Regions from separate parts of the Mus musculus genome. Here regions 2 and 3 are each linked to region 1. Evidence: chromatin contacts called from public Hi-C and HiChIP or PLAC-seq data. All regions are on one chromosome and are shown on one strand. Each heading gives the region's core, a stretch centred on a gene start, on an enhancer-like site or on the middle of the called end of the contact. The rest is flanking DNA. Distances are from core to core; before and after follow the strand shown. Region 1 overlaps Gm51680 (a long non-coding RNA gene). Region 2 overlaps Gm34322 (a long non-coding RNA gene). Region 3 has its middle 16 kb from the start of Gm34322.

Region 1 (4,616 bases), core at 1,551-4,050:
GCAGCACATCACCAGAAGTTTTTTTTGGTGTGTCCCTCTATGGAGTCCCGACAAATGCAGCTCAACTATGCAATGTAAGGTGGACCAATACATGCATGTCGTTATCAAAGAACCTTTCAACATGTGTCCTTTCATGTGCTTGCTTTAGCAGAACATCCTCTCTCCTTTGTCTGCTTCAGTGAAACATTCCTCATGTATTTGCTCCAGCAAAACACCATCCAACTGACTTTCCAAAGAACCTTTAACTCTCCACGAGACACTCACCTACCTGGGGCTCTGCCTGCTTACCTGGGATTAGCCACATGGCTGTCCCCCAACCCCTAGCTTGCAGTTGACCCCTGAGCTGGGCGGCTTGCTGCATCAAACTTACAGAAAGCATATGAAGTTGTTGGAATGGCAGCCTTCTGTTCCCCACTTCCTCCCCTGCCTGGAAGCTTGTGGGAAGTGGAATCTTCTTTCTGTTTCTCCACCCCATCTCCCCCAGCCCCACATCGCCACGATCTTTAGAAGAAATTGTATGTGGTCATGCACAAGTGTGCACATGCATGCAGAGATTGTAGGTGAGTGGGTGCAGTAAAGAAACTGCTGACGTGACTACTTCATGGTATGGCTAAGGAAAAAGGTTTGTTTTGTGTTTTTTTGTTTTGTGTTTGTTTTGTGTGTTTGTTTGTTTGTTTTAACTGTAGATATGAGTGAGAGAACAGCCAGAGGCATCTGGAACAGTCCAGAGCAGAGAGAAAAAGAAGTAGACTGAACGTGGCCAGGGCTATCTGCAAGAGAGGGAAGAAGACCAGGATATAGAGAATAGAGATCATGATGAGAATTGCACCGTACATGGAGGGTGAGCATCTGTGGGGAGGGAGGGGCCAGGAGGCTGGAGTGGGCACTTTGAAATGTAGACAAAGTACTTATGGTACTTCAACCACAGGTGTGTGTCAATGGAGAGCCGTAGGTCCCACTGCTAGAGAAAAGAGAAATGGTCCCTTTGGCAGATGGGAAGTGGCCTCACAAGTTCCCGAGGAAGGCTGGCTTTTATTTAGCCACCAGAAATCCTCCTATGCAGCTCAGGTTGAACATTTCTGCATAGTTGGATTGGCTTTTGAAGGTTGAGGAACTGGAGTTTCCTTTGGATCTAACAGAGGTCTGAGGACAGCACTGACTCCTAGGTGCTATCTATCTTGTGTTTTGGGACAGTGTCTCTCACTCGACCTGGAACTTACCAAGTAGGCTAAGCTGTCTGGTCATCCAACCCCAGAGAACTGCCTGCTTCCACTTCCCCGGTGCTAGGGTTACAAGGTCATGCCAACCACTATGTCCAGCTTTTTAACATGTGGATCCTGGGGCTTGAACTCTGGTCCTAGTGTTTGTCTTTGTGGAATGAATATTCCTGAGTCCCTTAATTTTCTTTTAAATGAAAAGACTGTTGTTGGACATGGTAGTTGAGCTGGTGTGTGTGTGTGTGTGTGTGTGTGTGTGTGTGTGTGTGTGAAAGAGAGAGAGACAGAGAGACAGAGGGAGAGACAGACAGATACACACACAGAGACAGAGAGAGACAGAGACAGAGAGAGACAGACAGATGAGGGAGGGGGGAGGAGGGAGACCCTTGACAACCTCAACACCTTCAGGGAGGGGCCATCTGTTGATAGTGTTGTGGTATTGTATTTTGGGAGCCATGTTCTAGGGCCAGGACTGCAGAGGGCAGAAATGGAAGGCTTGCTATCTTCAGGACGGCGTTGATGGTGGTAATGGCCCCACTAAGCAGGAAGAGGGCACTGTGGAATCATCAAGCTTTGAAACTCTGGGTGGGGCCAGCCACACAGCTTCAAGGAGTCAAGTTGAACCAGCCCACTTGGTTGGTTAGCTACAAACTGCTGAGCTGCCTCAGCAACAATTCTACTATCAGCTGATGGCTATTAGAACCCTGTTCTGTAAGATCATGGTCACATTTGATCTTTACGGTCATACTCCAGTCTTACAGGTGGGAACACTGAGGCTCAGCAAAGACAAGAAAAGCCATTTAAGGTTAACATCATCTAGCTAGCAAACTGTTGAGCTGGCAATCCCAACCACACCTCTGACCCCAAAGCCCAAGCCACAAGCCACTTTGCTGTGCTGTACCAGAGCTGAGCTGGGCAGTCAGCATGCTTCCCACAGAAGAGTGGGGGTGGGGGTGGAGGTAGGGGGTGGGAGGTAGGTATATCACATAGCAGCTGACACCTGCCAACTCTACCTAGGTGTCAGTTGCTATTTCACAAGTAAGTTCTGCTCTGGTTTCTTCTCAAGGGCCACTAGGTCTGGCCAGGATGTGGAAATTTACCATCAGGTTCCGTCTGACCTTGAACGTTGCCAGTAGAGAGTAGGGTGAGGTCCGCAGCCTGTGAATCTGAGCTCAACCCCAGGTTGGTGAGGGCTCTTGGGTTGCCTACCTTAGGCATGGACATTTCCTGCTCATCTGCAGGGCCAGAGTGGATGATGTTCCAGCATAGAGAAAGGAGGAGCCTGGGACCTAGGACAGCTTCCTGGCATATGTCTGAGGCTCCTCCATCCACAGGATACTGGTAACCAGAGACTGGTTTGACATGAGGGGGCTGTGGGTAGTGATGGGGTGCCCTTTGGGAGAATGGGGAAGCCATGGTTAGATCTTGTCGTTCTGAGCTTCCTGCCCCTCCCTCACATGGGCAACAGAACCAAGCTGCCAGAATCAAATGAGCCAGAAGAGGAAGTTTTAGATGACTGACTGGTATCTTCATTTGCAGATCAGGAAACTGAGGTTTGAGGGCAGCTATGACTCATAATAGGTGACAAGTCACTGAGGGTTGAGATGAACAAGCACCCGAGCTCCCTCAACCCCTGCAGACACATGGCCTTCCTTGATGGGGGTTGGGGTGGGGGTGGTTCGATGGCGTCATCCGAGTCTAGTCGTCCTCCTGTTCCCTGGAGCCAGCTCCCCCTACAGGCCAGACATACATTGCCCTTTGCCAGGAGGTCTGGGCACCTTAGCTGCATGGTCTCTGTTCATATGTCAGGTGGCCTGCCTCCTCTCCTGAATGCTTGCTCGTCTTCTATTATGTGGAACACTGTTTTCTTCTCTAGTAAGGGTACCCCAGTTTCCTGCTGGAAATGATCCCTGCTCTGATTCCCACAACACCAGATCTCTCTCAGTTTCTGTTCTGCCTCTCTGTCTCTCCGTCTCTGTGTGTGTGTGCGTGTGCGTGCGTGTGCATGCATGCATGCCTCAGTTCTCTCTGTCTCTCAGCCTCTCTGTCCCTCCCTATTTCTTTCTGTATCTGTCTCTTTCTCTGTCTGTCTGTCTATATATATTTCTCTCTCTCTCTCTCTCTCTCTCTCTCTCTCTCTCTCTCTCTCTCTCTCTCATACACACACACACACACACACACACACACACACACACACACACACACAGCATGTTCCTCCTTTACCAGGTGATAGAAAGGGCAGGCACTAAACTCCGGTGCGGACATGAGTAATCTAGACTCTAGAATGTTTGAGGCTCACACCTCCTGAACTCTACACTCCCCATACCCAGGAGCCAATCTGTTTCTTCTGCAGAACCGTCTCTGTGATCTCGGAATGGCTTTCCCAGAATTGCACGGTGCTCCTCCGCCCATGCTGCCATATGAAGGACCCACTTGTGTGCCTGCCCTGTGCCTCAAGTGAGGCAGATGCTTGGTAAATGTACTGTGGCTTCAGTGCCGCCATAACAGAGAGAGCTGCTCATCTCCCCCCCCCCCCGCCCCCGGTTCCTTTCTGAAGCCTCCCTTCCCTCTCTGATTCCTCTTTGAACCCCCTTCAATTTCCTGCCTTTTCCACTGAATTTTTCATTGGGAAGAAGCGCGTTTAAAGATGTGAAGCACACGCTTTGCTGGGTCTCAGCTTTGATGAATCTTTGATGCTGAGGCTGAGGAGTCAAGGAGATGCACCAGGCTGGGGAAGGAGGGAGGGGCGGGGAAGAGGCCTGCAAGGATGTTATCCTCCTTCCCAGCACCTCCCACAGGGAGTTCATACACCTGCCATGTTCCTAGCCTAAGAGTGTTCTGCAGTGGGAACCTGCGTGCGTGCAGGCAGGTGTGGTGTGTGTGCGTGTGTGTGTGCGTGTGTGTGCGTGTGTGTGTGTGTGTGTGTGCGAGTGTGCGTGTGTGTGCGAGTGTGTGCAGGGCCATGAGGCTTGAGTAGAAGAGACTCCATCCAGCTTGAGACTGTACTTCAGCTGGCTGGCTGTGGCATCTCTGATTCCATGTACTCTGTCCTGAGCCCTTTCATTTCCTCTCACATCTCCTTGAGCTTTGAGGTCATGCAGTTTCTAGGCCGGCACAGTCCTTTCAGTGTGACTCCTAACCACACCCGGAGGCCCTAGCAGCAGACAAGCACCCCCCCCCCCCCCGGCCCCTGCCCTGCCTTCAAGAATTGATAGCCACCGCTGTCTTATACATACAACAACAGAGGATGATGGAGGGCCGGAGCCCTGGTCCTTGGCAGTGAATGACTGGCTTGGAATGCTAATCTGACCTGAATGTTGGAGGTGAAACGCTGAAGGCCTTGTGTGGGGAGATGCTCCCCCAGGCTCAGGGTCTGGTCCAGATGTTTGATGTGGTGGG
Region 2 (4,616 bases), core at 1,169-3,668, 450 kb after region 1:
TGGTCTCTTCCAATGGATGATGGAACGCCATCTCATCCTCTGACCAGAGGATCAAAGACTGCCCCAAAAGTCCCATACTGGATCCATGTGTTGCACCCTAGGCTGGAGCAGATAAAATGGATCAGGAAGGGACAACAGCTCTGCCAGCTCCCAGCCATAATGCTGTCCCCAATGGCTTCAGTGACAGAGGCAGCAGTGGGGGGATGACAGGTGAGTAGGTGTCTAAGCATGGCACCAACAGAGTCTAGGCTGACAGAATGGCTCAGGTGACCCAAAGGTACCAGACATGGGGCCCAGAGACTTGCTGGGATCACATAGCCGGTGCGTGGTGAAGACTCACAGTCACATCTCCTGAGCACTCAGTTAGGCAAGGCAGGGTGCTGGTCGTTGTCCCGTGTGGCCTTGGGTGAATGCCGCCATGTCCCCAAGAATGAAATGAGGACTTGGACTCCTTGGCTTCTTCACCTCGCTTTTGTAACCATCCTTGCAGGAATGTAGATTCTGAAGAAACACATGTGCTCCCTCCCTTTGACTGTCAGACTGTTAAACAATGGAACTCAAGACACTGGAATTTCCCTGGGACTCTCATGCTGGGAGAAGAAAAAGAACATTGGGTCCCTGGTGCCAGAAAGACACAGCTTGTTTCCCAGAAAGTGATCTCACAGAATTCTAATAATTTGTCAGACCACCCTGCAAGAGAGAGGAGGACCAGTACAAGGAAGGGACCATACTTTGGTCTATGAGCTATGCACAGCCCCTGCCCTTTATTTAAACCTGAGCCCTCTCTCAAGACCCTTAAGATAGTCATGGTGCTGGTAGAAGGTCACCATGCCCTCTTGTTCTTCTTCTCAAGTGAATCGATCCCTATTTCTGCTTCTGACCATTCCTTGCCCATTTGGATTATTGTAGAGCCTACCTTCGTAGGGCTGCCAGAACCCAGGCTGTCACCCTAATAGATCTGCCAATATTGCCTCTACTAGAAATTCCATAGGAAGAACCCCACCACCCCATGTGGGGGCCTCATATGGATAATGAATCAAGTACTAACTGGAGACAGGACTCTATCTACGGCTGCCCCAGTGTGCCTTCTAGCTCTGTGACACACACCAAAAGCAACTCGCCTACGTCGGACTGGTCACAGTCTTGAGGAAAGCCAGGGTAGGAGCTTGAGGCAGGAACCTGGAGTAAGAGCTGATGCAGACACCACTTACTGGCTTGCTCCCTGTGGCTTACTCAGCCTGATTTCTTATAATACCCCAAGACCATCTTCCCAGGGGCAGCTCCACCCATAGTGGTCTGGACTCCCCCACATCAAACATTAATGATAAAATGTCCCACGGATTTACCTACAGGCCAATCTGAAGGAGACAATTCCTCAGTGGAAGTTCCCTCTCCAAACTAGATATATCTACTTTGGGGCCAGATTCTTATAGGGCGGTGGGCATGAGAAGCAGGCCACTTGAGATTCAAATGCCAGAGCCCAAGGGACTGGTCTTGGCCAAAATCTGTTGAGCAAGCTGCGGTGGGTGGGGGCATTTGGCTTCAGAAATTGATCAGGAGGGCAGGAGGATGGGATGGGGGAGTAAGAGAGTTTGAAGCATGGTTGGCAGCCTGCAAAGACACTGGCCACCAGGAGCAGAGAAAGCAATGACTTTCTAGCAATTTCCTTTTTAAGCCCTCTCTTCTAAGTGAGCTTCTTTTAATTTATTAGGGGAGAGATTTTAAATCATCCTCTCTCTCCCAGCCCACCTCTGTCCTCCACTGCTGAGATTTCCCGGGACTATAAATTTTGTTTTAATGACAGTTTAGAAAATGAGCAAATCTTTGCTGACACTTTTATCACCTCCAGAATACTTTTAATAAGAGGTTTCAGTAGATTGCGTTCCTGGAGGGGGAAGGGAGAGGCCAGTCTGAAGATCTAGCAACCTAGGAAGACTGCTCTCCCAGGCCCAGTCCCAGCTCAGCCACCCAATGCCACCCACTCATGTCCTCCTCACCCCCAGAGGAATCCCCACTAAGCACCCCAGATGCCTCAATGCCAGCTTCAGTCTGTCCACCCACTCATCTGGCAGCCTTAGGCAGATTCACCCCTCCCCATGCCCTTCTACCTCATCTGTAAAAATCTTGCCTATGTGCAAGAGATAATTAGTGCAGACCTATTAATAATGGTTAAGCATAATTAGCCACTGACATCCAGTACCACACCTAGTTCTCAGACCGGCAAATCAGGCCCTTGAACATTTCTCAACCTGAGAACAGAGCCAGCCCCACTGGGCTGGAAAGCACAGGGCCAGCCACCCTATCGATGAAGGCCTGGCAGAGCAAGCCACAGATGTCTTGGTGTGCTCCCTGGTCAGGTGTGGTGAGGGCAGGGGTGGGGTGGCAGGGCTCTGCAGTGCCTGCGGCAAGGTGCTACCTTTTAGAGTTCTCAGCAGAACTAGGGAAGTGAAACATACCAGCCCCAGGGAGGCCAGGAGGAAAAGCCTCAGAGTAGATGGGCTGCAACAGCGGTGCGTGTGTGTGTGTGTGTGTGTGTGTGTGTGTGTGTGTGTGTGTGTGTGTGCTGAGCAGCAACTGAGGCTGGGACAGGAGACTGATTGGAAAGAGTGATGGGACTTGTCACAGTGTCACAGTTATGGACTAAAGAGAGCAAAGCCTGAAACACTCGACCACTTAAGGGATAGCGACAGAAGCTGAGAACTGGCTGGATAGAAGGCAGGCGAGCGTGCATGGAGCATCAAGGCTTGAGAAGGTGGGGCTTGAGGGCTACCACAAGAATGACAACCCTGGGAGGTGTGGATCTGACAGTGGGTAAACCTTTAAAATGGCTACTTTAAAATACAGTGGAGAGACAGACCAATTTCATTTTCTTTGAGAAACACTCAGGTATGGTGGTTTGCTCGGACCAGGGAGGATGGACAGAAGGATTAAGAACCCAAGCTAGGAGCTGGTGAGATGGCTCAGTGGGTAAGAGCACCCAACTGCTCTTCCAAAGGTCTGGAGTTCAAATCCCAGCAACCACATGGTGGCTCACAACCATCTGTAATGAGATCTGACTCCCAGCTACAGTGTACTTACATATAATAAATAAATAAATCTTAAAAAAAAAATAGAACCCAAGCTAGCCTTAGCTGCAAAATGAGATCCTGTCTTAAAAAGCCAAGTGCCAGAGATGTAGCTCAGTGATGCAGTGGCTAACACCCACAATGCCTGGGGTTCAGTCCATCCCAGCCCTGTGAAAAGGATCAGATACATTGTTGAAGGCAGACTTGTTTTTCCTTTCCATATATTATTCCCACTTTATATCCCAATCACAGTCCCTCCTCCCTCCTCTCCTCCCAGTCCCACCCTTACAGATCAATTCACTTCTTCCATTTGTTCTCAGAGAAGGGGAAGCCCCTTCTGGGTACCACACCACCCTGACATCTAGTCCCAGCAGGACTAGGCACATCCTCTCCCACCAAGGCCCAACCAGGCAGTCCAGGTACGGAAAGGGATCCGAAGGAAAGAACAGAGTCAGAGTCAGCCACTGCTCTGATTGTTAGGAGACCCACATGAAGACCAAGCTACACATCTGCTACAAACTTGTAGGGGGTCTAGATCCAGCCTCTACATGCTCTTTGGTTTGTGGTTCAGTCTCTGTGAGCCCCCATGGGCCCAGGCTAGTGGACTCTGTTGGTCTTCTTGTGGTGTCCTTGACCCCTCTGGCTCAGGCAATTCTATTCTCCACTCTTCCACAAGACCCCCTCAAGCTCCTGATGTTTATCTGTGGGTCTCTGCATCCGCCTTCATCCGCTGCTGGATGAAGCTTGTCAGGAGACATTATGCTAGGTTCTGTCTGCAAGCATAGCAGAGTATCATTAATAGTGTTGGGTGTTGGCTCTCTCACATAAGATGGGTCTCAAGTTGAGCTAGTTATTGGTTGGCCATTCCCTCAGTCACTGCTCCATCTTGTATGCAGGACACATTTTGGGTTGAAGGCTTTGTGGGTGGGTTGATGTCCCCCGCCCTCCCCTGGGAATCCTGCCTGGCTACAGGAGGTGGCAACTTCAGTCTCTATATCCCCCTCTGATAAGAATCTCAGCTAGGGTCACCCCCAAAGCTTCCCCTATTCCAGGTCTCAAGCTAGTCCCAGAGATGCCCCCCACCGATTTCCATTCCCACTCCCAGGAGGGCAGACTTTTTATTTGGAACCTGTAGTCCCCCACTGGCTGACCCACACCTCCTGGGGTTGTCATTCTGTGGTAGCCACCAAAGTAAGAGGCAATTTCTGTGTTCAGAGATTCTGATATTTACTGAACACCTACTGTGTGCCACTCAGTGTTTTGACACCTTTTGGCATTGGTGCATTTAGAGAGTTCAGTGTCTCCGTGTGGGGTTTAGCTCGCCTTTTATCTTTCTTGTTGGAGAAATCCTTAAAGCCACGGCTGAGAGTGAGCACCAGCTGTGGTAGAGCATGAGTGTAATCCCAGCACCGGGGAGGTGCAGACAGGGACAACCTTGGGGCTTGTTGCTCAGCCAGCCTATCCTCCTTAGTGAGCTTCAGGCCAGTGAGAGATAATTAAAAAAAAGACACCTGAGAAATGACAGCTGATCTTACCCTCTGACCTCCACAT
Region 3 (4,616 bases), core at 1,315-3,814, 430 kb after region 1:
ACTTTCCATGGCTGGCAGCCAAGACCCCCTGCATGACTCTGTGGTCTTGTAATCACCCCATGACCCTGAGGAGAGAAAGAGCCATTGAACAGAGCCTAGGAAACAAAGCTATCATGAGAAATAGATTAGATAGATGATAGGATGATAGATAGATAGATGGATAGATAGATAGATAGATAGATAGATAGATGATAGATAGATGATAGATAGATAGATGATAGATAGATAGATAGATAGATGATTGATAGATAGATAGATAGATAGATAGATAGATAGATAGATAGATGATAGATAGCTAGATAGATGATAGATAGATAGATAGATAGATAGATAGATAGATAGATAGATGATAGATAGATAGATAGATGATAGATAGATAGATAGATAGATAGATAGATAGATAGATAGATAAATTTGATGTTAAAATTCAAATTGTCTTTACAACAAAAAATGCCCAACAAGAAATAAGAAAACAGTAATAAAATAAAGGAATGCAATACTTACCATCAGCAAAACAAGGGCACCTGGATTGTATGACAAATTCAGATTCTTCCGAATCAGCACGTGAATTCGAAAAGCTAGAGGAGTAGGTAGAAGACAGTGGCAGGGACCCAAGGGAAAGGGAGCCAGATAGGCTGGTAAAGGCTCAGAAAGCCTTCATCTTGCTAGTTCTGAGGGAAATGCAAACAACTAATCACAGCGGGAACAATCTCCTCCCAGTGGATTGGCAGGCGTGTGGGTTTGACAGGAGGATGGGGATAGATTCGTCTTGTCAAATACTCTGGGAGAGTGTGCACAGGTTCAGCCGCTCTGCAGAACAGAGTGGCGACCTGCAAGTGGGAGACGCCTCACCTCTCTAAGACCTGACAACTCCATGCCCAAGAATGAACCCTACAGAAACTTTTCCTCAAGTCTACAAAGAAATGTGGGTGGACCTGAGTTGCTTCCTCATTTGAGCAAAACACCCTGATCTTAATGAGGAAAGAATTCTTTTAAACGTATGCTAGTTCTTATATGATAAGATCATTTACAGGTATTAAAATATATGAGCCAGAACTTTATGTATCACTAGGGTAAGTTTCAAAACACAATGCTGTTTGAAAAGAGTGAGTCTCGCCGGACAGTGGTGATACACGCCTTTAATCCTAGTACTTGGGAGGGAGAAGCATGTGGATTTCTGAGTTTGAGGCCAGCCTGGTCTACAGAGTGAGTTCCAGGACAGCCAGGGGTATACAGAGAAATTCTGTCTCGAAAAAAAAAGAAAGAAAGAGAGAGAGAGAGAGAGAGAGAGAGAGAGAGAGAGAGAAAAGAAGAGAAGAGAAGAGAAGAGAAGAGAAGAGAAGAGAAGAGAGCGAGTCTCAGAGATATCGTTCTGTTTATGTAAGACACAAATCTACACAAAAAACTATTTGAGCATAGACATTTAGATAGGTAATAGATAAATGATAGATAATAAATGATAAGGGAGAAGATGAACAATAGATTATAGATAGGTACAGATGATGTAGACATGGACATATAATGACCTGAGCTGAGAGAACGCTCCAGCACACCAGGAGAGGGAAAGAAGAGAAACAAGAGCAGGAGGCGTCCACATTCACCTATCATACCTCAAAATGTAAGTGTGGGATTGTGGCTCAGTGGTAGAGAATCCCACTTATGTGGCCCTGAGTTTGAGTTTGATCCCTAACAGTGGGGGGGGGGGGGGGGTGGGAAGAGAGAGAGAGAGAGAGAGAGAGAGAGAGAGAGAGAGAGAGAGAGAGAACCTTAAGAAAACATTAGAATGTAGTTTAGAAATTTGTGTAGTTGATCTGGTATGTTTTTCCCCTTATACTTATATACTCTACAGTTAAAGATTTAAGGAAATAGGAGATCTGGGAAGATCAAACTTCGTGAGGAGTTGCCGCCACAATGGTTTCTGATGACTGACAGGGTCTCTGGTGGCATGGCATTCCCAGGAGTAAAGAACCCAGCTCCTGTAGCTCACTGTGTCACCTGGGAAACACTTGATCTCTCTAGTCCCCAGCCCAGCACCTTACCATCCACCAACACATTCTGGGAGCCTACGCGAGCCATTCCTGGCTGTCTTGTGCTAATGATTCTGTTAGCAGGCGAGAGCAGCTGTCTCATGCAGAAACGATGTGGGTGAGGTTTGTTTAGCTTTTTGATTGTGAACTACAAGCATAGACAGTTGAGGGGGACAGTGTAATGACTCCATGAAGCTGTCACTTGCCCTCAGGAAATCACACCTGAGCACCCCAGCTCATCCACTCACGATGTATCGCTTCCACTGGATGCTTATCTGGGAAGCCGCAGACAGTTCATCACTGAAAGAGTAAGAATTTTTACCAAGTCCAAAAGGTAGGATCTAGTTGTAAAATATACCCTGACTACCACCGTTTAGCGCAAGTACCACTGTTCTGTTTGGCTGTGACATGCTTTCCCCGGGCTCATGTGCTTGAACACATGGTGCCCAGCTAGCATGGCTGCTTTGGGGGTGTGTGCAAGCTTAGAGACTTGTGGTATTTCTAGCAGAAGTGGGTCAATGGGGGCAGGCTTTGATACCCCGTTTGATATGTGACCTCACCTCCGGTTCCTGTCAGAGCACCCTCCTTCCTGACCTATTATCAAGATGTGAAGACTAGCTGCCCAACTTTCCCACTTCCTGGCCACAAGTCACTCCAGCCCGCTGCCACGCCCACCACCACCACCATGATGGCCTGAAACTTTGTACCAGAACAATGTCCTCCAGCTTCTGTCAGGCGCTTGTCACAGAGATGAGAACAGTGATAAGTACAGCAGTAAAATGCATTTATTGTTCTCACTCAGGCTTCATAATTTCCAGTATTTCTTTCTGTGATTTATAACCCAAATATAGTCTATATCTTTTAAGATCTCTTTCTCCCTCTCTTACCCAACTATTTATCTTTAGAGTTTCAATACAGTTTGAATTTTTTCTGATTGCTAATCTGCAGTTAGATTCTAGGGCTTGCTTAGATTCAGGCAGGGTTTGGGGAGTGCTTTGGGAGCACCCGGGGTATATCTCTTTCTGTATGTTGGGCCCTCACTTATTATGTAAATTCATTAGATAGTGAATGTAGATGGAGTCCTATGCCAGAAGTGCTGGTCTGGTATACCATAATGTAGTTAAGTCCAGCTTCTCACCGCAGAAATCAAGAAGTAATAGTGGAATCATCTACAGTGCCTTTTGGGTTTTGCGTCATACGTTTTAGCTCATGTTCCTAGTGTCAGACAAAATAATTCCTACTGTAAAACAATGAGAGAGAGAGAGAGAGAGAGAGAGAGAGAGAGAACCCCATAATGAACCATTCGAGGCTTTTGCATCCAGTGCTAACTCAGGCTGTGCTCACATAACTCACCATCTTTTCCTTGGCTGGACCAGCACTCTCCCGGGGCCTTCCTCACAGTACAGACTTAGGACTCCATGTTAAACAAAGCCCAAGAGAGATTTCCCAACATCCTGGCTCCTTGAGTTACCTTGTATCTCTGCCCGACATTTGGTACAGCTGTTCCTGCATAATTTCAAATTTCCTTGTCAAAAACAAATGGCTTGATTCCAGAATCTCAGAGTTTAAACAAACAAAAGAAAAACCAAACCAAACCAAATCAAACCACCACCACCACCAACAACAACAGCAACAAAAACCTCCAAAAATCCAGAGGCCCAGTGTGCACTGTAGGAAAAGATGGAGGGCTCTTCCTGTGAGTCCACATACTTACTTCTTGGCTTCATGAGTAGTGGTAGAAAGACTCCCCAAGCTGAGATTAGGAGAGGTCCCAAGAACAAAACAAATCACAGCAATTGTGTGGGACCAATCAGTCTCCCATCTTCATCAGAGACTGAGCCATTGGGATTGGCTAATGCCCAAAAGGCATTGTTTCTCCTAGCTGGATCATCAAGGTTTATCTCTGCAATTTTAGTTCAAAAGCTCCACTTCTGAGAGTCGCAATAGGCTGGGATGCCATGCCAATATGCCAATCAAAGAGAAGAGAAGACTCGTTGATGGGTGGGAGCTCATTAGGAAAAACAGACAGAGCTGCAGTAAACCCACACCTGTCTTCAAGGGCTGAAGGGATGCTGAAATTTTATAGGAAAGGGAAATAGTGGGAGGTATTGGGGAGCTAGGGGTGGGGTTTGTGTAGCTGAAAGCACAGGTGACTAGCCAGGCCAGTGATGTGACTGAACGGTTATTGTGGTTGCTCTGTGAGGGAAGCAATCTAGTTCCCTTGCAATGATTGCTCCTGCTCTGAGATGCACCCTCAGAGTCCAACAGGGGTAATTTTGTCACCTTTGGGGGTGATCTCATCAGGGGCCATCTGTCCTGCAGTACTTGTTTCGGGGATATTGATCTATCTTGTCATTTCAGAAACCCAAGGTAATTGCAGAGGAGAGTGTCTTGGGAGGAGGAAAATGGGTACAGAGGCAAAAGAGAGCTAGCGGGAGACAGAATGGAGTTAGGGAGGCCATGATCCCAGTGTGCTTTTGTAGGAGCAAAATGAGTAAGGAGTAAATGAAATTGCCTCTCCCTTCAACCATTTTGCAACCGTGAAGCAGTATGCATAGAAAGCATGTCATAAATGCTTGATGTACTTGT

The links. A called contact is a pair of places that touch in the nucleus more often than the background predicts. HiChIP or PLAC-seq counts read pairs in DNA pulled down with a chosen protein or histone mark.
Region 2: an H3K27ac HiChIP or PLAC-seq map of acute myeloid leukemia shows a contact between it and region 1, with 5 times the contacts expected there. The contact joins two enhancer-like sites. A contact is called at or near these places in 3 of 484 Hi-C or Micro-C datasets (CD4 T cells, the N1E-115 cell line and bone marrow-derived macrophages), 3 of 115 datasets of contacts at active chromatin or transcription factors (T-cell acute lymphoblastic leukemia, acute myeloid leukemia and microglia) and 1 of 9 other capture datasets (embryonic stem cells).
Region 3: a contact with region 1 is called in a Hi-C map of group 2 innate lymphoid cells, with 2.1 times the contacts expected there. The contact joins two enhancer-like sites. A contact is called at or near these places in 4 of 484 Hi-C or Micro-C datasets (the N1E-115 cell line, bone marrow-derived macrophages, group 2 innate lymphoid cells and 1 more) and 3 of 115 datasets of contacts at active chromatin or transcription factors (CD8 T cells, T-cell acute lymphoblastic leukemia and microglia).

The regions. Positions count from the first base shown.
Region 1 is chr9:60,996,496-61,001,111 of GRCm38.p6, forward strand. The region is part of intron 1 of Gm51680 (a long non-coding RNA gene); the gene reads right to left. Among named protein-coding and RNA genes, the nearest start is that of Gm5122, 18 kb to the right of the region's middle. Within about 2 kb of position 2,801, at least 126 of the 459 cell types and tissues checked have an H3K27ac peak or open chromatin away from gene starts, as enhancers often do. A contact at or near this core is called in CD8 T cells and group 2 innate lymphoid cells, where this site is marked.
Region 2 is chr9:61,447,268-61,451,883 of GRCm38.p6, forward strand. Gm34322 (a long non-coding RNA gene) reads left to right here. Exons shown (of 3, transcript XR_379516.1): 2 at 1-210. Among named protein-coding and RNA genes, the nearest start is that of Gm34322, 6.9 kb to the left of the region's middle. Within about 2 kb of position 2,419, at least 22 of the 459 cell types and tissues checked have an H3K27ac peak or open chromatin away from gene starts, as enhancers often do.
Region 3 is chr9:61,424,612-61,429,227 of GRCm38.p6, forward strand. No RefSeq gene overlaps it. Among named protein-coding and RNA genes, the nearest start is that of Gm34322, 16 kb to the right of the region's middle. Within about 2 kb of position 2,565, at least 39 of the 459 cell types and tissues checked have an H3K27ac peak or open chromatin away from gene starts, as enhancers often do. A contact at or near this core is called in CD8 T cells and group 2 innate lymphoid cells, where this site is marked.